Linked DNA regions of Mus musculus: all the other regions are linked to region 1. Evidence: chromatin contacts called from public HiChIP or PLAC-seq and promoter capture Hi-C data. All regions are on one chromosome and are shown on one strand. The core of a region is the stretch at or near the end of the contact, and the rest is flanking DNA. Distances in the headings are between cores, read along the strand shown.

Evidence for each region. Promoter capture Hi-C pulls out the DNA fragments that hold promoters and counts their contacts. HiChIP or PLAC-seq counts read pairs in DNA pulled down with a chosen protein or histone mark.
Region 2: a contact with region 1 is called in a promoter capture Hi-C map of the HPC-7 cell line. The contact joins the promoter of Rgs18 here to the promoter of Uchl5 in region 1. A contact is called at or near these places in 4 of 39 promoter capture datasets (the HPC-7 cell line, HPC-7-derived erythroid cells, hematopoietic stem and progenitor cells and 1 more), 1 of 484 Hi-C or Micro-C datasets (the G1E-ER4 cell line), 1 of 115 datasets of contacts at active chromatin or transcription factors (DN3 thymocytes) and 2 of 9 other capture datasets (liver and macrophages).
Region 3: a contact with region 1 is called in a promoter capture Hi-C map of the HPC-7 cell line, with 7 times the contacts expected there. The contact joins the enhancer-like site here to the promoter of Uchl5 in region 1. A contact is called at or near these places in 15 of 39 promoter capture datasets (the 3T3-L1 cell line, 3T3-L1-derived adipocytes, the C10 cell line and 8 more), 7 of 115 datasets of contacts at active chromatin or transcription factors (the SCID.adh cell line, T-cell acute lymphoblastic leukemia, bone marrow-derived macrophages and 3 more) and 2 of 9 other capture datasets (adipose tissue and liver).
Region 4: a contact with region 1 is called in a promoter capture Hi-C map of pre-B cells, with 5 times the contacts expected there. The contact joins the enhancer-like site here to the promoter of Uchl5 in region 1. A contact is called at or near these places in 11 of 39 promoter capture datasets (the 3T3-L1 cell line, 3T3-L1-derived adipocytes, the C10 cell line and 7 more), 1 of 484 Hi-C or Micro-C datasets (B cells), 10 of 115 datasets of contacts at active chromatin or transcription factors (the NIH/3T3 cell line, the SCID.adh cell line, T-cell acute lymphoblastic leukemia and 6 more) and 2 of 9 other capture datasets (adipose tissue and liver).
Region 5: an H3K4me3 HiChIP or PLAC-seq map of bone marrow-derived macrophages shows a contact between it and region 1, with 2.7 times the contacts expected there. The contact joins the enhancer-like site here to the promoter of Uchl5 in region 1. A contact is called at or near these places in 8 of 39 promoter capture datasets (the C10 cell line, the HPC-7 cell line, cranial neural crest and 5 more), 1 of 484 Hi-C or Micro-C datasets (the G1E-ER4 cell line), 7 of 115 datasets of contacts at active chromatin or transcription factors (the 230-238 cell line, bone marrow-derived macrophages, effector CD8 T cells and 4 more) and 1 of 9 other capture datasets (adipose tissue).

Annotation. Positions count from the first base shown.
Region 1 is chr1:143,774,786-143,779,587 of GRCm38.p6, forward strand. It overlaps Uchl5 (ubiquitin carboxyl-terminal esterase L5), which reads left to right and starts at 2,493. Exons shown (of 11, transcript NM_019562.2): 1 at 2,493-2,691. The coding sequence starts at 2,616. Ro60 (Ro60, Y RNA binding protein) reads right to left here and starts at 2,266. Exons shown (of 9, transcript NM_013835.2): 1 at 2,136-2,266. It overlaps LOC115487685 (a small nucleolar RNA gene), which reads left to right and starts at 4,143; the gene lies at 4,143-4,277.
Region 2 is chr1:144,772,682-144,777,483 of GRCm38.p6, forward strand. It overlaps Rgs18 (regulator of G-protein signaling 18), which reads right to left and starts at 2,746. Exons shown (of 5, transcript NM_022881.5): 1 at 2,442-2,746; 2 at 1,886-1,987; 3 at 840-901. The coding sequence starts at 2,560.
Region 3 is chr1:144,352,753-144,357,554 of GRCm38.p6, forward strand. No RefSeq gene overlaps it. Among named protein-coding and RNA genes, the nearest start is that of Rgs1, 110 kb to the left of the region's middle. Within about 2 kb of position 2,454, at least 45 of the 459 cell types and tissues checked have an H3K27ac peak or open chromatin away from gene starts, as enhancers often do. A contact at or near this core is called in the HPC-7 cell line, the SCID.adh cell line and pro-B cells, where this site is marked.
Region 4 is chr1:144,328,524-144,333,325 of GRCm38.p6, forward strand. No RefSeq gene overlaps it. Among named protein-coding and RNA genes, the nearest start is that of Rgs1, 82 kb to the left of the region's middle. Within about 2 kb of position 2,023, at least 110 of the 459 cell types and tissues checked have an H3K27ac peak or open chromatin away from gene starts, as enhancers often do. A contact at or near this core is called in B cells, the HPC-7 cell line, bone marrow-derived macrophages and 5 more, where this site is marked.
Region 5 is chr1:144,292,452-144,297,253 of GRCm38.p6, forward strand. No RefSeq gene overlaps it. Among named protein-coding and RNA genes, the nearest start is that of Rgs1, 46 kb to the left of the region's middle. Within about 2 kb of position 2,735, at least 5 of the 459 cell types and tissues checked have an H3K27ac peak or open chromatin away from gene starts, as enhancers often do. A contact at or near this core is called in bone marrow-derived macrophages, where this site is marked.

The DNA.
Region 1 (4,802 bases), core at 1,243-3,742:
TGTCTAATAAGAGATTTCCCCCAAATCCTAGGCTATTGTTAGTGCCTGTAGTTGCCTCTCAGAGGAGGAAGGTTAGTAAAGTGCTTATTGCTGAAGACACCATGTATTTTGGACACATGACCAAGAGGTCTCAAACTGCAAAGCCTGAGGACTAGCTTTCATGATCCCAGAAGGCTTCCAAGTGAGGGAAGCAACTAACAATCCTACCCAGCTGTGGTGCCTATGAACTACAGTGTCCAGCATGCCTTCAGACCGACTCATTTGGAAATGGTCTTCTGCAGTTTAAGTCAGGGTCCCAGCTACACCTGAGTAGAAGTCCCTAGAGAGAACCTCTTCTGGCTGCAGAGTAGGCACCTTGGAATTGCACCTTGCCCTGCTGGTGACTAGGTCACCTACAAAACTTCTTTGCATATATAAGTCTCAATAAAAACATTTAAATATAGAAAATCGAATGGCAGTTTACTTCAAGCTATTCATTCTCCTTTTTATTACTAAGGGCTAAAATACAAACTACTTTAAAATTGGCGACATTAGATGACATGGAGATACAATGGTTCCTGATAGTTTCAAAATCTTTTGGAATGTACCAAGCGCTAGGAGTATCTTAGTAATACTAATGAAGTGACTCAAGCTGAGTTTCAAGACAGCTTCCATCAACTAACAGTAGCTTAACTCCTTCTTTCTTCAACTGCCAGTGTCCCCTTTCTCAAAACCCTAAGCTGCAGTCCAGTGGTTTAGAAGGCAGCTGGGCAGTGAGGCAAATCAAAGTCTGGTTTTCTGGTAGTCTAGTCCTATGGAGTCAAGTGCTATAAGCCTAAGTCAAAACCAATCAAGTGAATTCTTCTTTGAGTTGTTCTGACCTCTTTAAACACAACAACAGTCTCCCGAATTTATACCACTTGAAGTTTTCTAACATCTCTATAAATTAAAGCTTTAGAGCCTTTAACTGTTAGAACTATGGCAACATTTGGAGCATTTTACACTTGTTCTTCGACATAAGGCCAAGCAGTGATGTGTTGATCCATATGTTGTCCATTCTCTTAATGCAGAATGTAAACCAGATAGCAAGACACTGATGTAATAACACTTCTGCTTCAAGATCTTCTGGACTACAATCTATATACGTCGTACCATTACTAGTACAAAGATTACCATGTTTTCCTTCAATTTACACAAACATTAAGCCAATATTTCATGTAATTTGGAAAGGCTAACTTTTTTTTTTTCACCCTGAGAAGTCAAGCAAATACGCAGTTTCTTTAAAAATAAAAGCCAAGGCTAATTTTACAGTAATGAAGCTATAATACTTTACAAAGCCAGGATCCCAGGTTCAAATGGATATGCCATACACAAAGGTAATGAAAATATCAACTCCATTAAGGGCGATGCAATGAAAAGTATTGAGGAACTGTGGCAAGATGTCACCATGGTAGGATGCTCTGAGCAAAAATTTTTCCTGTGGAAGCCAAAAGCCTTCCTTGGAACATACTTTTATGAAATGATGAATAAAACCACCTCCGAAGAATGATAAGTATTAATTACAAATAGCTATTTTTTGTTCTATTCATCAAAACCATTTCAAGTGTTTTTAAAATAATGCACTATTAAGGGGGGAGGGGTGGCGGGAGAGGGATGGTGCGCATTTTTCCGTAAGGCACTTCATCCCGATACATGAGTCTCTCATCCCTTGGACGAGAAATCTTTCTCCCTTCCTTGATTATTATTCCTCTAAGATAATTTCCTTTCGGTCTTCCCACAAAGCTCCTTCCCAAACCGGTATCCGAGACAACGCCTCTATGCCAAAGCCGCAGGAAGAGAGAAAAGAGTGAAAAGGGGCCTTGGCACGTTCGCTCGCCAGGAGCTTTGCAAGTGGGAGAGTTGACCTGAGTTCCCCAAGATTCCATCCTCCCGGAGCAACTAGGCCAGGTTCGAAATGTTCAGATGCGAAGTCGGTCCATGCTCTCCTCCGGCGGGTGCCGGAGCACAGAGGCGGCGAAGGCTTTGCCTGGCCTCTGACGCTGGGATGCGGCTGGAAGAGAGTGCGCACCGGCCAGCCCTCAAGTGCCCAGGATCGCTGGGACTGCCCAAAACGCGGTTCCCCGGCCCGCAGCAGGCCTGCAGTGACCCACCTTTACCTGGAAGGTGATGCTCAGGACCCGCGGCGCCTACAGAAAGCCTGCGTCGCACCAGGAATAGGAGGCGGCCCGAAAGGGCGAGGACAGCTCCAGGTTCGGGTCGGAGCGAGCCCCGCCCCGCCCCGTCTCGAGCCCCGCCCCTTCCATCGCCCCGCCCCAGCTCTGGGGTGCCAAGGGTCCCGGATGTGCCTCCCTCCGGCGCTCCGAGGCCCCGCTACTTCTCCGGCCCGGCAGAGGGCGCTACGGATCCTGAGAGGCAGGAGAGGCGTTTCGACGTCTCCCGGGTGGCTAGAGCGTCCTTCTGTGCTCCGGCGCGCGGCAGGTGACGGCGCCCGGAGGCTGTCGGGAAGTAGGCGGGGTGACGTGGGGTTGACGCTCGGCGGCGGGTTTTGCTGAGGTCTGCGGCCGGTGGCAGCTTGTGCTGCGGGGCTCCGGAGAGCGCGAGGTGGAAGCGGGGCGGTGTGTGTGTGGTCGGGGACCATGTCGAGCAATGCCGGGGAGTGGTGTCTCATGGAAAGCGACCCCGGGGTCTTCACCGAGCTCATTAAAGGATTCGGTGAGCACCAGGGGGACCGTCCTGGGCCGGGGGTTCCGGGAGGAGGCCCGCGTTGGGCCAGGCGGTCACCTGCCGCCACCGACGCCCGGCGTCGGAGAAGTGACTTCAGGGACTGGAGTCGGCGTGTGTGGAAAGTAGGGCTTCTGCCGCGTCCTCGGCCCGGGGCGGCCGCGTCTCCGCAGTGATCTTGGGAGCCACACCACGAGGGGAAGGAGTCCCTCTGCCTGTGCACTGCTGTGTTCTCCGGACTTGGGACTCGGACACTTGAATTGCCTCGAGCGTCCTCCTTCCCTGTCTCCCTCCCTCATCATCTCCTCCGCGCTTCTCTTGTCCTTTCCACTGTCCCTTCCCTGCGGAGCCTCCCTGTCTCCAGTGTGGTCAGGTGCATCGCTCAGGCTGTCGGTCCTGCGGAGCAGCCGGTCTAGGGCGTGTGTTTCCCCGGGTGGTGTCTGAGGCTCCAGCCGCCCAGAAACTCGAGATTCTAGTTTCCCAAAAGCAGAACTTTCACCTTTCGTATGTGGGCACCTCTTCCGGACCTCCACAGATAACCGTCTACGCGGGTCTGCACTCTACTTCCCGCAATTCTTTTACTCCCTCCTTTTTTGACTTCCTGTGAAGTTGAGTTTTCTCGAGGTAGTGCTTTTGCTCAGAGGCCACATGCTTAGCTCTGAATTTCTCTCTGACTTTATTTCCTTCCGTACTACTCAACCAATAGGACAGTTTATCCTTCCTCGTGTTCCCAACGTTTTGGGGGAGTTTTTTTTTCCCTCCATTTTCATTTTGATTTTTTCTAAGATATTGTTTTTAACTGTTTTGTTAAAATGTGTACCCAAAATATAGCAAACCTTAATGTAGATTTTGTGTACTGTACATGGCTGAATATTTCGAGCATTGCGTAACATATGTTCAACTGTACTTCGGGCATACAGTTACGGAGTTGGAAATTTTAATGTGAATAATCGGAATGCTGGTCTGAAGAACTGAGAGTCAATCTAGAATAACATGTTGGTTTACGTTTAAGAGTATACAGAAATTGTTTTAACTGTGTAGATCACAGAGGAGCTGGGCAAAAGGAAGCATGATCTAGTGTGGTTACCTAAAGGTAGCTTATGGAGCAGCCAGCAAAGTAACTAAAATATGGTGTAATGAATAGGCAGGCAGTGTAGAGATCTTAGGTAAAAAGGTAAAGCCACGCCAAATCAGATACCATATTGTATAGATTAGATTGCCTGGAAGTCACTGGGGACTTACTCTGAAAAAGATGTGGAGATCAAACATAATTAAAATTAGTTTGTGATTAACATGATTGTGCTTACAGTATTTAGAGTTAAGATAGAATGAATGAGATGACTCTTTTTGAAAATGGTAAGTTTGTGGGTGATTGGCTTGACATTAAGCCCTGGGGTACAGAGAAAGTAGAGTCAGCAGTTAGGTAGTATTTCAATCTCAGGTTGCATGTGGAAATACCTTCTCCTCATTCTATTTGGAGCAGGAATGCATCCAGAACATGCTACACTAAAAGAGGAGTTCTCAGGGCTGCCAACCTTACAGTAGAGGTTGAGTAGTAGTATATTTCTCCTACAGAAAGAGAAAAGAAAATTAGCAGGAGTTGACTGACTGTAGGAAAGAAGAGTCAAACGTGCTTCTGGCTTGGGTGGATAAATAAAGTATCATTTGAAGAATAGACTTGATAGGAAAGAAAATTAGATCAGTTTTGGACATTACAGAATTTGAAATGTTTACAGGTTAAGTGATAATTTTTCCTCTCAAAATCTTTAACTGTCATTTAAAAAGTTGACGTTCAGAGATAGTGGCCCAAGTTTATTTTGAAACTAATGCAGTCTAGGGCTGGTGGTATAGCCAGCCTGGTTACCGAAGCCTGATGACTCCTGGACCATGGAAGAAGGAGCTGACCCCTTCTGAAAGCCACCCACTCGTTTGTGGCACATGTACCTTAGTATTCTCCACTCACATACACAATAAAAGAAAGAAATTAGTGGAGTCCGTAAACTAGCTGCTGTTTTCAGTTTCACATGTACAGAAAACTTGGAATTTGAAAATAATTTAAAGTTAGACATTTTAGTAATATAAGTGCATCTGCACATACTGAG
Region 2 (4,802 bases), core at 1,496-3,995, 1.0 Mb after region 1:
CTTGAAAAAAAGAATGAAGGGTCCCTATGTACATGGGAGTGTTTGCAGGGAGAAAATTAAAGGAGAAAGTAATATAGTTTTATTATAATATCAATAAATGAAAGAAATAAATTTCAAAATGGATGTTTCTTAGACCCAACCATAGGAATTCATAGGAATTTTTAATTTTTTTATTTTTATCTTTTTAAATTTAATTTTATTTGTAATTCATTTTTCACACTCCATATTTCATTCTCTGCTTCACATCCACCCTCCGACTGCTCCACGTCTCCCACCTCCTCCCCACCCCTCCCTGTCTCCAAGTAGATGCCCCATACCCATCCCACCTGACATCTAAACTCCCTGGGGCCTCCAGTCTCCTGAGGGTTAGGTGCATTATCTCTGAATGAACACTGACCTTAAAGAATTTTCTTACAAACCTTTCTTTGTGAGGGTTCCCTAAAACATCTATCAAAAAACTTTTTCCATGTTTTTCAACATTCAGAATAAAATAATGTGGGCAATATATTGAATATTCATTTAATAAAACTAATTATCTTTAAATGTCAGAAAATTCAAAATAAAACAATTTGAATTTAAATGCTATATTTGTTAACTAGAACATTAAGATACAATAAGAGCTCATCAATAAAAAATTCTGAACAAGTAAGAAAATTAAAAACACATTTTCTTTTAGCTGTCTATGCTTTTCCTTAGTTATCCCCGGTGACTAGAATTCAGATTACTGCCAGTTACTTATTAATATATACAAATCTGACTACTATCCGCTTTTTTACCAACACATGTATCTGTGCTTCATATTTATAAAGGAATGAAGGTTTGGGGACAGTCCCACTAACCTCTATGAGAGAGCAATTTGTCAAATGATTCAGCCCATTTCACTGCTTCTTCAGGAGAGACTCTGTGCAGAAAAGAAAATGTTTGATGATAGATGATCAAAATGTTTGCTTCTGATCAGGGTATGATGACCCTGCAGTCAGTGCTCTCCACTGAAATGGCCTAAGCGCTCCCAAATCAAACAGTGGAACCTTCATCAGTACTCTAGGATTTTCCCCATTGAACAATGAAATATTTCAGGGTTCACCAAAGTGTTAAAATTGTTTGAGTTTTTAAGTAATAAGAGAAAGAGAGAAACCAGGTTGAGAGATTATATATATATATATATATATATATATATATATATATATATATATACAAATAAGAAACCATAGACGGTATCATTCAAAGCTCTTTTAAAAAGAAGAAACTTCCTGGAATTTGTAACCACAATGTGATGTTTTTTCCTTTTTTCATCTTCTTCTTTTTTAATGCACAAAATTTAGTTAGTCTTAAGGGGGTAAGAAAATCTATTTTCTTATATGATTGGAGACATTCATAAAGAAGAGAGTGAAATACTTTTATATCTTTAACTAAACATATTAAAATTTTAAGTAGTTGTAAGCTAATATAAAAAGCTACTTTTTCAAGTTAAGGAAATGCTAAGCCAAGTTACAAAACTTTCTTTATTTGTGCATTCCTTTCGGTCATCCATAAAATATTTAAAAAAAAAAACTTTTGAGGAGAGTGATACATAACCTGTTTTTAAGATAAATTTACAATATTTAACAAAGTAGCATTTCATCAATTTATTGGCTATAAAGTATATCATTTATAATGGACAGATCTACTAATTTTAAGAGAACAATTTTCATGCTTCTGGTAATTTGACTTGAGTTATGAATGTGGTTGAGTTGTAGGACTATTCTCAGTGTTCAGGAATAAAATATTGAACAATGTTCATGTCACTATGTAATTTTCAGTAGCATATAGATTCTTATTTCTTTTTTCCTTAATCATCAATTACAGAATAAGGAAACTACCCTCCCAAGGAATTCATGCTCCCCACCTTGTTTCTTTGGCCAAGAGGGCAGATCTACTGGCTTGAGTCTCTCCATGGAAGTCAGGCCTCTGTAGGAGAAGACTTAGTCTATTCCTTTTTTCTTTCGCTCTGTAAAAGCAATAATACATTCAGGACATTTCTGATGTCCCAGAAGTCTTATTTAACCTGCTAAATAAATTTGGAATTCATAAACACCCACACACCACTCAGAAATTCATCTCCTTTACTTATGATTTAAACAGTAAATAGAGAAATTAGCATAGAGTGCACCACAGAAAATCCTTTTTACTTCAACAAGAGATAAGTATTTGAGATTCTATTTCATTAATTATTATTTTAATGCTTAGTTGTGGTTAAAATTTTTGACTTTTTTCAAAAAAAAAATGAAACTACATTAGAATAACATTTATTTTCATTTTTAAAAAACTAAAGCGCTTCCCCTGTCATTTTCAGCACTCCAATCAATATATTTTCAACAAAGTATTTAAAAAGTAAGAGCTCACAGATATTCATCAATCATGCTACTTAGATACAAAGTTGATGAAGACATCTCTAATTTTACCTGATTTTGGCCTCGATGCTTGTTTCTTCTTTCCCTGACCCATGCATTAGTTTGAAAAAAGTTTTCTCTTTTGATTCACACATATTTAATTGAGAGAAGAAAACCAGTGACATATCCATATTCTGTCCCAGTGACCAACAGATGTCAGATTTCCTTAGTCCTTCTCTCTCCCACAGATGAATGCTATTTCATAGGAAAACATCCTGAATAAAGCGCTATCCCGAATCTTTCCTCAGATTTTTCTTACAAAAAGAGAAAATAACATGAAAGAAAGTGAAGAGCTGTGTTTCTGCCTCTGCAAGTCTGAAAATGAGGAACTCAAGATTGGTCTTGTACTGAATTGTTGAAGGAAATGATACCACACATTTGCAAAACCGCTTCTGGCCTTCAAGATAAAAGCTGGTATTACCACAGCGTTACTTCCCTTTCAAGCCCGCAGAGAAAGGAGCTTCAGTAATGTGAATGGTGCTGTCATTTACCAAAGGACATAAAATGTCTTGTGGCAAAGCATTATCAAACATGAGCAGCTTAGTTTTGCTCTCCTTAAACTATAATTTCATTTAGTTTTAGTAAATTGACTTAATAAATTTCATTTGTTCACAAACTGCACTGAAGTGTTGATTAATTACATTTGCTTAATAAATTGCATAAACATTAAGACAAGAGGCCATTTATGAATGAAAGATAGAATAGAACTCACATAATTTAATATATTTAAAGCATCAGTCCATAAAGTGATCTAAAACAAATCGGAATCTTTTGGATAAGTATATGAAATGAAATGAGAAAAGGAATATGGCAAATTTTATACTGTATTCTCATATTTGCAGTTGAAAGTATTTATAGTCTTAGAATTGAGCACATCTTTCAATTTTTTGTTAAAAACATTCTTCTTAATGAAAAGCTTCAAATACTAATGATACATCGTATATTTTGTTTATATCATTATTCTAAAATAAACTGACAAACTTAACGGATTTAAAAATTGACAACTCTGAGTTTGATTTTTTTTTTTTTTACTTTTTCTTGAATCTAAAAGTCTTTGAGATATTTATCTATCTGAGGACTCATGTTTTCAGAAAAAGAAATCAAAATTCAAAGCCCTAGAGAAAGTGAAAGTCAGTAATTATCCATGTTTGATCAACAGTATATATGTAATTTTTCTAACAGCTTTTAACTTATTTTAACTTTTATAAATTATAATATATATATATAATCAAATAACACAAAGCAAAAGAAAGTGTATTTTCATTTGAATCATTGATTTAACAATATATTTAATATAGATACTAGCTTTGACTTCAGCATATTTATTACTTGATGCTACAGAACATTTTGTGTATATTTAAAAATGAAACTTCAAAATCTATGACTTTTACTTCAAATGATTTGAAAGTTATTCACTTTGCAATGCAATGTCAGCCTTTCCTTTCCTCCCAGTATCCCCTCATGCAAGTCCTCCCCCTGCTCTACCTTCCCCTTTGCTTTTGAGGGATAGCTCTTGCTCTAGACATTGGGCCAAGTTAGTTGACTCTGTCTGTATTCCTGTGGAGTCACTGACCTCTATTGGTCCCTCAGTCCTTCTCCCAACTCTTCATAAAAACTCCCTGAGCTCCATCTGATGTTTTGGTGTGAGCTCTGTGTCTCTCTCCATTGGCTGCTGGGTGGAGCCAGGAGGACAGTTGCTATATCCACTTCAGTGAAGTCTACTTGACCAAAGTAGTCCAGAGTCAAAGAGTTTCACGGAAACTTAGTATCCTGGAACCTTGGCATTCTCATAGCAAATACACTCAAAACCTGTCCCCATGTTAGTCTGGTGTATGGATCTGTGTGCTCTCTTTCAGTATTGTTTTATTATGAGTGCCTTTAAGGATTGATGTTGACATATAGCTAAGCCTTCCCAAGTGTTCCAATGTCCTTGAAAGTCCTTGAAGCTGACCCTGAGCTTGAGATTCAGTAAGAATTTACCTATTCAGTATCACTCAAATTTACTTCTAGTAGAGACAGTGAAAATAATCAGGCATTACTATTTACTTGAATAGAGCTAGAAAAGCTCAGGGCTAGTCTGCATAGTAATAACTTAGGACAATAGCGGAGTCACACCCATACACAGGAATACACAATGGCCTAGGAAATAGATGGATTGTAGTAGTATTCATGAAAGGGTTAGTAAAATGGAATTCCCCTGGTTCAGGTTTTTCACTAGGCCCAAAGGAATAGCACAATCCGGTATTTACTAAAGGACCCCTTGTGGTGGGTTTAACAATAGACTAGCATTGTATCAGAGCATTCACCTGGCTTCTATATTTAGCTGATCTTAATTAAGGGTTGTTCCTATTCTCAGTGGTAAACACGGCCTGG
Region 3 (4,802 bases), core at 1,204-3,703, 580 kb after region 1:
GCTCTCCTCTTGCAGGGAAGGTGCACAGATATCTGGCATTCAGACCTGCCTCCTGGCAGAAGATGAAGGCCCAACACAGGGCCTGTCCCAGAAGCTGTTAGCTTCTGTAGTCCATACTCTCACCTGTGCAGACTAGTGTCAGAGGAACCTGGGAACCAAGAAAGTCCTCCTGGGTGAGGCGAATACCTCTCCTCTGGCAGATACATTCTCTTTCTCCATCTGCTCTTCATTTGTCTATTTTGGCTTTTCAAAAAAAATACTTGTTTATCATCATCATCACACACACACACACACACACACACACACACACACACACACATATATGTATATACATATCCAATATGTTAAAATTAATACTGTCATTTTCACCCAGGAAAGCATCAAAACAAATTCAATCCATCTAGAAACCTAAGGTTAAATCATAAATTACTTAGTGGTATGGTATTGGATATCTCTTGGGGATAGATAAAATTGACATTTTCCAGCAAAACCAAATGAAAAATCTTATTCATTTACAAAAGAAATTGACAAATAGGTATATTCAGTAAATCTTAAATATTTGTGGAGACATGGGGCCTTAGTCTATGAGGAATTTATAATTCAATTGAATTGGCATATAGCTAATATACTAAATTTTTAACTAAAATCATTGGCTAAAAAATTATTTATAACTGTTACTTCACTGTTTATTTATATTAAACCTGATTAGGGGTGGTGGTGGTGAATTTATCACCATGGTCTCATAATGCTTATGAATGGAGGATGCCCTCTACTGGTTAATCAGTTCAGTCAGGACAAAGAATGAAAATCCAAGGTGGAAGTAAGAGCTGACATTAAATCAATCATGAATATATTTTGTTACAGAAAGTCACTTATTTGATAAAACAATCATATTTTTAAACAAAATACTTATCTAGTATAAAATTGTAGGCCCATGTTACTTTTTATAATCTTTTAAAGAACACATACAGTATTTTCAAAGAATGAAATGCTTACTTAAGCACTGTTCATTTCTCTGAGACTGGACAAAGATGCACCCTCATTTAACTACCAGTCTAAACCAGGTATAGCACAGTCCCAGAATGCTCCAGGGAGTTATTTTTCTCTTGTCCATTTCCAGTGCCTATTCATCCTCACTCCTCTACTGCAGGTGACACCAATTTTCTTGTCTCTGTCATTGCCAGCAAATTCTGCCCTGACTAGGACCTGCAAGAAACTGAGGGATAGAATGTACATATTACCTCTCTGACATTTCTTTCTACTCAATATAGAAAGTCAGATTTATTCATGTTTTTAGGAGTATTCTGTCCTTCTGATAACTGAATACTTTTCATTATATGACCATATTGTTCAGATTTTTCTTTCAAAGAAAACAATGTTGATAGGATTGAGTTTGCAAGCTTCTTTCAAAGTGACTCATGGCTGAGGGGCCAAAAATGTTAGCATCCATAGGGCCCTGCTACACATGGGAAGTTCAGGTTAAAGTTTAGGCTGCTGTAAGACAGGAGAACTGTGAACTCAGGGATTTTATCTTTGTGATAGTCACCAGGGAAATTATGCCTTGTCTGGAGTCTTTAGATTTTTTTTGTAAGTCCCCTACTGAATAAATGAATACCACACATTGTAGAGGATACTCTACTAAGACTCAACTGATTGTAAACTCACTTACACTAGAAGGCTTCCATAGTAATATCTAACTTAATGTTTCAACAAATGGCTGGGTATCATAACCCAGTCAAACTGACATACAGAATTTAATCAGTGGTCACTTAGTTTATGGTATGAATTTAATAACTGGAGTTGCATCACCTAACACCTTAAGATATTAGTGTATTTAGAGATAAAATCTTTAACAATGTAAGTGAAAATAAAATATTTCATATTGGCCCTAATCTGATATTGAATATTATTGTTTTAAAAGGAAGATATTTGTTAACATAGGAAAGTGTGTGTGCACATGCATGTGCATGTGCATGCACACGCACACACATGCACAGAGTGTTGGGAGGCAGCACTGTGTGAACACGGGGGAGAGGACAGACATCTTCAGTTTTAGGACAGATGTCCTTAGAAGAAATGACTCTGTTGACATCTTAATCTTGAGCTGTTGTCCTTGAGTATTTTGTAGAAGTCACTGCTTATGAGACTCAGTCTGTATAGTAAGGGTTATATAGGTTCTAACAATTGTGACAAAAACTTCTTTGGCCAGTAAGCTACTTTTGATAATGTATATTTTCATTTCTCTTGACACAAAATTACTTCATATAAGAGCATTCGTTTAGTTTTATAATCTACTGTATTTTCCAAAATATTATATGAGTCCTCTAACTTCCATGACATTTACTTTCAATCTAGAAACTATTAAAGGGAAATAAACAGTTTCTAAGGCATTCTGCACAGTGTGATGAAATCTCAGGTCATTCTGCTCTGTCCTGCCTGGAATGTGAATCATCCCTTTGTCCGGCATTCTGTGCTGCACACACTACCCACCTATGAATCACTTATGTATTGCAGTGCTTACGTTTAAGAAAATCTTCATGTTTTTCTTTGTAATACCTCAGGAGATGTGATGCAATGACATCGGGAGATGAAAAGACAAAACTGTGGATGTATCATAGACAACTTATAAAGTGCTTTTTGAAAAGTAAAATGCTAAAAATTCTCCATAAAAGATATTAATCACACAGCCATGTTCCAAAGCTCTGCAGGACAATGTGATGCTTTGAGAGAGGGTCTACATTCACAGTTTCTTACTATTAATGTTCTATTTTATAATTAGCTGGGAAATTTTTATTGTGCCTAATTTGTAAAATTATACTTTGTCACTGGACTCTGTAGGAAACAAACAAACATCAACTGTATAGGATTCAGTATTCTACATGGCTTCAGACCTTCCACAGAGGTCTTGAAATATGCCCGGTCTCCTTGCTACCTTTGTGTGTCAGTAGAGGCTTGAGAGGTACAGGCAGCTTCCACCATGACTGTCACCTGATACCATCAACTCTAGTGGGTGTAAACCACCTCACTGTGGTTTCCATTTCATGCACTAATGATCCATGGTGGTGACCATCTTACCACATGATCAGTCTTGTCAGTTTAATTTTGTAGCATATCTGCTCAACTCTGAGGAGTACTCTAGTTCTGGATTACACACACACACACACACACACACACACACACACATGCACACGCACACACACATATAAAACATTATTCCCTCACAGTTTTGCAAACTAAGTTTTAAAGCCTGCTCTCAGGGTTATGATCTGGAGGTTCTGAAAGGCATCCTGTTTCCTGTTGCTCTCCTGGCTTCTAATGGTGGCCAGACCACATTCTACTAACATTCTTGACTAAGTGTTAATTTTTCCCTCTGTATGTCTATCTTGTCCTAAAGACCTAGTCATACTGGACTTGAGCTCACAGTATTACAAGATGACCTCATTTTGCTTGACTAATTAATTCTGAACAGATTGTGTGGTCAAACACAGTAACAGTCACAGTTTCTGGAGGCGAGGACTTCAGCATATTCATTCCAGGGATACAACCTGACACGTAAACCTGAAGTCACGAGGCTGAAAGGGTTTTAAAGATTGATGATTCCAGCCTTTATAATTTTGTCTATGACTCATCTTAATACACATATTTATATATAATATATTTGTAAGAATACAATATATAGTATAAAGATAAATAGTATAATTGTAAAAAAAAGTTTAATATTTTGACTACTTAACCAGTATCCAAAGAACCTTTTATCTAAAAAAGGCTGTTTATTCTATTATCTTAGAATATTTTTCAAAAATCCATTAGCAGTGTACAGAACTATCTGTGGACTATTCTCTGATTACTTGACATAATTACCTAGTTTCATACCAATATTAAGCTGCATTGACAACTGTAGTTTGCTATTGAGCTTGAGTCGCATAAGTCTTCACCTTTGTTCTTATATTTCAAGGAAGGATAGTTGGGATTATTTTCACTTAGTATAAATTTTGCAATTTTATAATTTAGTCCAAGAAATATAGAGAGAGTTGAAACTAGAGGTCAATTAGGTTGAAACTAGAGGTTACTTGGAGGAGGAACATATTTAAGTTATAGGTATAAATTATCCGTTTGTGTTGAGAGCAGCTGACATATTGGGTATAAACGTAATATTGAGAAGACAGTATGACAACATGACCATTTAGCAAAATAACAATAACAGCTCCCATTAAGTCAAATTACAAAGTCACTTCAAGGTAATTATACAAGTAATCTTGATTTATTAATTCTTAACAACTCCAGAACTAACTGTTAATTGTTTCAATTTTAAATAATATTAACTGAAATTCATTTGCTTTATTTCAAGAAAGTATATGATTCTAAAAAGGTTTTCTTTTTCCACTGTATTGAATATAGATTCTTTTCTTTAAGCATACAGTATTTGTTGATTAGAGTTTGTCTTTCCTCTACTACTCCCAGTTCTCCCTTACAGATCCTCTCTTACCCAGATCTACCTCATTTCTGTTTTTCATTAGAAAATCAACAATTCTGTAAGAAAAAAAAATCACATCAAATCAAATCAAATAAAATCAAGCACAATGGAATAAGAAAAACAAACAGAAGGAATAGAGCCAAGGGAAAGTACAAGAAACAGATGGAGACACAGAGACTCACTTGTTCAAACACTAAGGAATCCTATTAAAACACTGAGGTGGAAGCCATAATATATATGCAAAGGAACTTAGAGCAAAAGAGAGAAAAAAATACAATACAATAAAAATAAATATGATACAATTTTAAAAGGAAAAGACTGGATACTT
Region 4 (4,802 bases), core at 773-3,272, 550 kb after region 1:
TGTAGTCAATAAGAGTGAGATACAAAGAACTATTCTTTGAAACAGATTACTCCAGGGGTAGGTTGGAGAAAGCAAGACAGTGTTATGTCAGATTTGTCCTTGCTGACCACATGGACAGTGATCAAGCAAAGATGAACACTTGGTCATGTCCTGAATATGTGTCAGTTTCTAAGCACTTTTAAATCTAAATTGTTAATAGGCAAATCTTGATTTGCAGGTAGGGTCAAACTTGCTAGGCTGTTGCCTGAGCTGTTTATCTCAATATTACAATATCTATACAAGCCCAAATGAAGAGCCAAGTCATTCAATTTTCCAATTACACATTGCAAAAAACCTAGCAAGATGGATATTGATATTCTATGGGCCTATAGAAATAACACACAAAAAACAAAATTTATTAAATACATCCTGATCCACCTTAGTTGCTTTTGTTTTTGTTACAATGTATGAAAGTTGTACAATGTGCGAAGACCATGCCCCAACTCTGCAGCCCATCAGTTGTGAACCACTCTCAAATAGTGAGTGTACTGAAGTCCTATAAGCTGGTACAGTGTTTAAGGTGCCTGCTGAAAAGCCAGATGATTTGAGTTTGATTCCTGAGAAACATGTCCTCTGATCTGTCCATGCAAGCATCACACATATGAAACAAATCAGTTTTATATATGTATGATTTGTTTATATATACATATATATATTTAAACAATGACAACACTGGAGACAGCATTGTTTATGGGGATTCCTTGTCTATATCTGGCTTCAAGAAATCACAAAGGAAAACACGGATTCTGAAAAGTGAGGAGATTTCTCACCTCTAAACAAAGTTCTGAAAGAATGAACATAGTCTGTGATCATAATAACTTTGTTTTAGTGTAAAGTGAAATGAAATTTATGCAGAATGTCTTCAAATCATCATCATCATCATCATAATCATAATAAATAAGTATCAAGCAATCTATTTGACAAAAGTATTTGAAGAACTGCTGATCTTAGCTTAGTGGAGCTCATTCATCATTACCAAGCTTTGTGTCCTGATTTTGACTCCCGGTCTGTTCCTGGGACGCTGGCATCCTTCGAGCTTCTGGTGGTATCTAGTCAGCGGGCACTTTGATCCTTTGAAGGTGCCATGAGCCCTTAGGTGTGTGCCCACATTGTACTTTGATTCAACCTGAACTATAACCTGAAGCTCTCTCTTCTCTCCAGGGCACCTTTCTACACTGAAGTGAGTCTCATGTCTTTCCTAAAGTCCCTAAAGCTTTCTCTCCACTGCTTCTCTCCTCCTCTGTCTTTTCTTACACACCCTTCATCTGTTGGTTCTCTCTTTCTCTGGCAATCAAAAGCAGTTTCTTTCTGAATTGATCAAATTCATGGTTACTGCTACCCAACTATACAGAGATCTCTGGTTATCAGCCCTGGTCACTGCGGGCTCTATCACTGACTGCCTTCTTGCCAGTTTTTTGTTTGCTTGTTTGTTTGTTTGTTTTTGTTTTGTTTTGTTTTTTTTAATAGGCCTATAGATTACTTTGCTAAGAGCTTGAAAATTCACTAAGGTTTTAAGAGCACATTTTCTCTATCTTTTCATCAAAATATCTAAAACATTGTCATGCAAGCAATAGGTATAGGGCATATAATTCCATTGAGAATCATTTTGAGAGTTCACTTAAACAAAAGCTGCTGAATCATTTTCTCTCAATTGAATGATTTTCATCTCACATACTGAGAGATTCCATCCATGTAAGCTGGCATCTTTTGAATTTGTTTATTTTAAAAATATACAGACAGAAGCCCTGACACAGCCTACAGAAATGACCTCGTTAATGTGGTTGACCCAAGTTCCTTTGCTGTAATTTTGCAAAAGTTTTATATATTGCCTCAAGTAAAGTAAACTACTGCTGAAATGAGCAACATGTAGCTTTGCTGGTTAGTCAGCTCTCTTATTCCGGAAGCAGAGACTTCCACACTGGCTCATGTACATCCGCAAGTTGCAAGGGGAAGTTTTAGGTAAAGTGTCTCTGCCTGTATTCAACATGCGTGTCCCACATAACCACATGGTGCTTACAAAACCACCCATATCCGTTCTCATACACTATGTCTAGCCATCTCCGCATTCATCATTACTGACAGTTGTTTTCTTTCAAAAGCTTCTGAGTCCTTTTGTGGCCATGTGAGATGTGGTAGTTTGGGAGAAATGCCAATGCCACTTTAAAGGTAAACACTTCCAATGTAATGTTTACATACCACCAAAAAGAGTTCTTTCATGATATGCCTTTGCCTTTCTGCACACTTTGAGTTCTTCAAACGCAGCAGAGTCTCTTCATCCCCTTAAGCTCAGGGCCTGGGAGCTTGCAGGCACTGAGGAAATGTTCACTTAGGCAGTGTTTAAGGAAAGGGTAAAGAATTATCTGCCCCAGTACAGGGGAACGCCAGGGCCAGGAAGCGGGAGTGGGTAGGTAGGGGAGCAGGGCAGGGGGTGGGGGAGGGTATAGGGAGCTTTGGGGATAGTATTTGAATGTAAATAAAGAAAATATCTAAGAAAAAATAATATGGTAAAAATTAAAGAAAAAAAGAAAAGAAAAGGGTAAAGAAATGGAGGGAATATATCTGGGAAGGAGAAATTAACAGCAGTCCTCTAACCAAAAATCAATTGATAAATATTTGCAAAGTAACTGTATATAAGCCCTGCATTTCAGAAACTAAGCAGGGATACATGGTGGTAGAGTTCCCTTTATATTTTCTTTATAGCCTAACTGAAAATAAAAGCAAGTAAGACAAAGATAGAAAAAAGAATTTCATATATTCCTGTTTTCTTTACTGAGTTCAGGTCTTACAAAGATGCTCTTACAATATGGAGTATATGTTGCCATAGATAGAACGAACTGTTACTGCGTTTTATTTATTTATTTATTTATTTATTTATTTATTTACACTCCACAGTTTATTCTCCTCACCCCGTCCACCCTCTGACTCTTCCATATTTCATATCTCCTCTTCATCCCCCTGTCTCCACGAGGATGTCTCCACTACCCACCTTCCACCCACCCAGACCTCTAAACTTCCTGGGTCCCCCAGTCTCTTGAGGGTTAGGTGCATCTTCTCTGACTGAACCCAGACCCAGCAGTCCTCTGCTGTGTATGTGTTAGGGGCCTCATATTAGTTGTTGTATGTTGCCTGGTTGGTGGTCTAATGCTTGAGAGATCTTGGGGGTCCAGGTTAATTGAGACTGCTGGTCCTCCTACAGGATCGCCCCCCTTTTCAGCTTCCCTATTTCAACCACAGTGGTCAGCTTCTGTCCATTGGTTGGGTACAAATATCTGCATCTGACTCTTTCAGCTGCTTGTTGGGTCTTCCTGAGTGTGGTCATGCTAGGTCCCTTTTTGTGAGGCTCCATAGCCTCAGTAATAGTGTCAGGTCTTGGGACCTCCCCTTGAGCTGGATCCAACTTTGGACCTGTCGCTAGACTTTCTTCCCCTCAGGCTCCTATCTGTTTTTATCCCCACAGTTCTTTCAGACAGGAACAAATATGGGTCAGAGTTTTGACTGTGGGATGGCAACCCCTGTGTTTAGCTTCTTTTAGTTTTTTTTTTTAATTGTTTTACTTATCTACATCAAAGTGCTGCCCCTTTCCTGTCACTCCTGTTTAGTAGACACTGTTGGTCTTCCCGTGGACTTGACATCCCCTTCAGTTCTTTCAGTCCTTCCCCCAACTCTTCCATAGGGTCCTTGACTTCCGTGCAATGCTTGGTTGTATGTATCTGCATCTGTCTCAGTCAGCTGTTGGGTAGAGCCTCTCAGGGGACAGCCATGGTAGTATCCTGTCTGCAAGCACACGTGCTTAGCTTCTTTAATGCATGAAAACTATATGTCTTCTATGCCTCTGTTCAGATGTCTGTCTCTTCTTGAACTACAGCTGGCAAGAAGGGATCAAGATTCCCCCCCCCCAACTCTATTTCTTTTCTTTCTTTTAATTGAGACAGAGTCTCAGGCTGGGTTCATAATTCCGATGTGACTGACGATAATCTTGAACTCTTGACCTTCTTGCCTCTGTCACCAAACTGCCAGGTGTCTTTGGTGGTAGCATTCACCCCTACACCAGGCTTGGATCAGCATGTCTTTATAGTCATAAAGTCATATGTAGCACATATAGCTACAGTCTTGAACAGGGTACATGGGCTTCTTCTTCAAGCTGACATTATGTGCATACACATCATCACGTGGGCACATGTGTGTTGATGAAGTCAAGCATAATTTTGGAATGTGAAAGTTTATGGAGAGTAGGTAACACACTCATTTAATGTAGAATACGTGGGTTAAACATGTACTGTATAAACTACAGGAAACTTAGGTTGGATTTTATACAAGTGTGTGTTTGCCATTCCTTTGCTGTGTATATAGCTTTAAGTAGATTGTGTGTGATTATCCTCATTTGTTAACTGGCATCACTAGACACTCATTAAAGCTGCTTTTAGCTTCACTGGTTAGTTAACCTTTGACCCCCAAGAATTAGAAGGAGATGGGACCTGAGGGAAAGGGATTTGGAGAAAGCAAAGAGTTGTCAAATTAGTCTCATTTCTTCTTCCTAGGTTTGTTTATAGTTTTTTTTTCCACTCTTTACCATCACACCACAGGAAGTAGTTTTGTTTTCGTGAGTTACAGGTGAGAGGCAAGTCTTTGTAGTTCAAGAGTATCTTGCACTGGGCAGTGGTGGCTCACACCTTTAATCCCAGAACTTCGGAGACAGAGGCAGGCAGATTTCTGAGTTTGAGGTCAGCCAGGACTTCATAGTGAGTTCCAGGACAGCCAGGACT
Region 5 (4,802 bases), core at 1,485-3,984, 520 kb after region 1:
CTCTCTTCTCTGAGTTTCAGTGGTCAGAGCACTCTCTGCAGGCAAGCTCTCTTCTTACAGGGAGGACACACAGATATCTGGCATTTGGACCTCCCTCCTGGCAGAAGATGAAGGCCTGAAACAGGACCTGTCCGGGAAGCTGTTTTGCTTCGGCCTGTCACAGAAGCTGTTAGCTTCTGTAGTCCATACTCTCACCTGCACAGACTAGTTTCAGAGGGATCCCGGAACCAAGAAGGCTCCCCCAGGTGTTCCAGCAAAGCCCTCCTGGGCAGGGCGGACATCTCCTCTGGCAGGGAAGGTGCCTGGATGTCTGCTGATATTCAACAACCTTAGTCTTTAGGGACATACAAATCAAAACAACCCTAAGATTCCACCTCACACCACTCAAGATGGCTAAGAACAAAAACTCAGGTAACAGCTGATGGTGGCGAGGATGTTGAGAAATAGGAACACACCTCCATTGCTGTTAGGATTGCAAGCTAGTACAACCTCTCTGAAAATCAGTTTGGCGGTTTCTCAGAAAATTGGACATAGTACTATCTGATAACTAAGCAATATCACTCCTGGGCATATACCCAGAAGATGCTCTAACATGTAATATGACACATGCTCCGTTATATTCATAGCAGTCTTATTTTTAATAACCAGAAACTGGAAATAACCCCAATGTCTCATCAAAGAAATAGATACAGAAAATGTGGTACATTTACACAATGAAGTACTATGCAGCTATTAAAAACAATGAATTTATGGCATTTTTAGAGATATGGATGGAACTGGAGGATATCATCCTGAGTGAAGTAACCCAATCATAAAAGAACACATATGATATGCACTTACTGAAAAATGGATATTAGCCTAGAAGCTCAGAATACCCACAATTCAATTCGCAATACACATGAAACTCAAGAAGAAAACCAAAGTGTGGATACTTCGATTCTTAGAAGGGGAACAAAATACCCATGGAAGGAGTTACAGCTACAATGTGTGAAGCAGAGAGGGAAAGAATGACTATTCAGAGACTGCTCTACCTGAGGAATCCATTCCATATAGAACTATCAAACCTCGTCACTATTGTGGATGCCAACAACATCTTGCTGACAGGAGCCTAATATAGCTGTTGCCTGAGAGGCTCTGCCAGTGCCTGATAAATACAGAAGTGGATGCTTACAGCCATCCATTGGACTGAGCACAGGGACCCCATAAAGGACCTAGAGAATGTATACAAGGAGCTGAACGGGTTTGCAGCCCCATAGGAGGAACAACAATATGAATTAACCAGTACCCCCAGAGCTCCCTGGGACTAAAACACCAATCAAAAAAACAAAAACAAAACCAAAAAAACACAGGGAGGGACTCGTGGCTCTAGCTGCATATGTAGCAGAGGATGGCCCAGTCTCTCATCAAGGCGAGGAGAGGCCCTTGGTCCTGTGAAGGCTCTATGCCCCAGTGTGGGGAAAAGTCAAGGGCAGGAACTGGGAGTGAATGGGTTGGTGAGTAGGGGGAGGGGAGAAGGGATAAATGGTTTTCTGAGGGGAAATCAGGAAAGGGGATAACATTTGAAATGCAAATAAAGAAAACATCTAATCAAAAATAATAGAAAAAGGAAGAAAGTTAGCTTCGTGTGTAAATGAAACTATTTTAACTTCTAAAGCAAGTCCTTAAGTGTTGCAAGAGTACTCTGATTGGCTTGAGTGAAGACATGTCATTGGTGCAAGTTTCACACTATTAAGAGGAACACAGTTTTAAAATTTTGATCAGTGAAAAAATGTTGTTTGTTGATTGCAGAACTGTGTTTAGTTTTATATTGTGTATAGTAGTATAGTAATGTAGTTTGTTTACATCTCAAGTATTTATTTAAGGACAGTGTGATAATGTTTGTCCCCTAGTGTAGTGGTATTTAGAAGTGGTAGAGTCTCACCCCTGAGCTCTTGACTCTAGCTGCATATGTATCAAAAGATGGCCTAGTCGGCCATCACTGGAAAGAGAGGCCCATTGGACACGCAGACTTTGTGTGCCCCGGTACAGGGGAACGCCAGGGCCAAAGGGGGGGAGTGGGTGGGTAGGGGAGTGGGTGTGGGTGGGAAAGGGGGACTTTTGGTATAGCATTGGAAATGTAAATGAGCTAAATACCTAATAAAAAATGGAAAAAAAAAAAAAAAAAGAAGTGGTAGAGTCTCTAAGAGATAGGACACAGGCAGAGAGCATTCGTGTATTGTTTTGGAGAGGCCAGTGGGGATCCATTCTGTTATGTCCTGGATAGGGTGAGCTGTCTACTCTCCACTGGCTAGCACCAGGATATGATGCTTTCCTAGAGGCCTCTTTGATACTGTTCGTCAAACTTAACCTTTCTTTACAGAAAGAGATTTCACTTTTGAGGCTGAGGATGTTGCTGAGTTAGTAAAGGGCTTGCCTTAGAAGCAGAACGACCGAAATCGATCTTTAGAATCCATATAGAAAATGCTGCTTGTGATAGAGAGCAATTATAACCTTAGTGCTGTGGAGCCAGAATCAGAGGGGTTCTTGGAGCCTCCTGGCAAGCCAACCTCACTTCCTCTGAGTTTCTATCAGTGAGAGGCCCCATCTCAAAGATTAAGGAGGATGTATCCTTCTCCCAAGGCAATGGATAATAGCAAAATCAGTCTTAATAAAGAAGTACAGAAAAGTGGGAACTGCCCTGAATGATGAATTTCACCATAGCAGCATTTAGTCCAGTTCCCAAAGGTTGCTGGTATCCTATTTTTAACTTTTTTAGTCAATTGAGACAAGAGAGGCGGTGCTTATTCCTTGATGAGAGATGGAGTTAACTCAGAAAATGACCAATAAACATGCTCACTATTCCAACTTAAGTAAAAATACATTAAACCAGCCTTCAGACCCTATGTGTAAAAAGCCTTTGCTTTTTTTTCTTTTCTTTTCTTTTTTGGTGGTTTGTTGGAGAAGTGAAATTTATTAGGCAAGGGGATATTTTTAAAAACTTTCTATTTGGATCTACTTTTAAGTTTATACAGCCCACATATAATTTAACTCACTTCTCCCAATTTTATCATCATTATTACCATGTTCACAATTAGAAAAAAAAAACAGTTATACACTTAGCTGATGAGATTTCTCAGCAGGTAAAAGTTCTGACCATCAGTATTTGCCCCCTTAGTTTTGATCTCTGAGAGCCACATACACCATAGTGAAATGAGCAAACCCAACTCTTCCAAGTTGTTCTCTGACATCCACATAGGTGCTATGGCATATATGATGAATTTCACTATAGCAGCATTTAGTCCAGTTCCCAAAGGTTGCTGGTATCCTATTTTTAACTTTTAACCCCTCCAAAAGTAAACAAACATTCATAATTTTAAAAAGACTATTATTTCAGCCATGAGCTCTAATTAGATTTCCTCAGGCTTTCCACCAATATTATTCTCATTAATGTTCAGTGTAGAAAAAACATGGAAAATATCTGACGATACCAAATATAGATAGAATCAATCATTTGGAACCTTCATAGTAGCCCCAAGGTGTAGACAGGAGAGTTTCCTTAAATTCATGTTTTCTTGTTATAAAGTTGTAATATATTGCTTGAAGTATTGAGTGTAATACTATTCTTAGTAAATAGCAGTAAAATACCAGTGTTATAGATACACATATTAATCTCTATTGATTACTTAATGTTATTTGTACCATTTTTTAAAAATGTTTGTGTTATTCCTGTGAGGTCAGAAGTTATCACTTTCTTTTAAATTTGGAAAAAAAGTTCCAGGCCTCCCTGAGAGCTAATGAGGTGGGATTTAAGTGAGTCACATGACTAGTTTTTAAATGTTAGGAGAAACACCAAACATTTTGATAAGGTCATTGTTTCTGGAAAATTTCAAGGTATCCATGGAGGTGTTTCTTTTTATGGGAGAGCACACAGTGAGTCATAGTTCCTTGTGTCATAGATCCTTCTAAAGGAATTGTAAGGGAATGTCCCACCAGTCCCTCTCTGTTATGACACTGAATTGATACTAAACAGGGGAAATTTTCAAACATTCTTAAAACTCAGCCACAGCCACACCCATCAGCATTTCTTTCTGAGGCAGAGAAGCATTATGTGTATATTATACTTGATGTATGAAAAGTCCAATTTTCTTACTTCTGTCACTTTTTTTGTTGGGGGAGAGAGGAGCTTTTAGAGACAAGGTCTCATGTAGCTCCAGGCTGACCTCAACTTCCCTAAGTAGCAGAGGCTGTCCTTGAATTCCTGTCAACTACCTTTTGAGTTCTGGGATGACTAGAATGCCACTGTATCAGGCCTATAGTTTTCTCTTAAATAAGTATTTTTATTTCCTTAAGAGAACATACTGGGATTCTGTACATTTTACTAAATACTCATTTCTTGCAAATCTGAAAACTGAAACTTTCATGAATTGAGAATAACTATAATCTTTTTATTTATTTATTTACATTTCAAGTGCTACCCTCCTTCCCAGTTTCTCCTCTGCAAATCTCCTATCCCATCCACCCTCTTTCATAACTTTGAGAGATAATACTAGATACTTTGTTTTAGACAATGGGAGTGTTTTTGTGATAACTTTCTCAGTTTCTTTGTTGTTGAAATATGAAAAGTCTATGATTTTATATCTTTCTACTTTCTACTTTGTTGAAATTGTTGATCATTTCTAGAAAATTTCCTGTGGATTAGAATCTCATATGTATAATACTATATCACTTAGACATAGAGAGAAGAGCCGGGCATGGTGGTGCACGCCTTTAATCCCAGCACTGGGGAGGCAGAGACGGGCAGATTTCTGAGTTCGAGGCCAGCC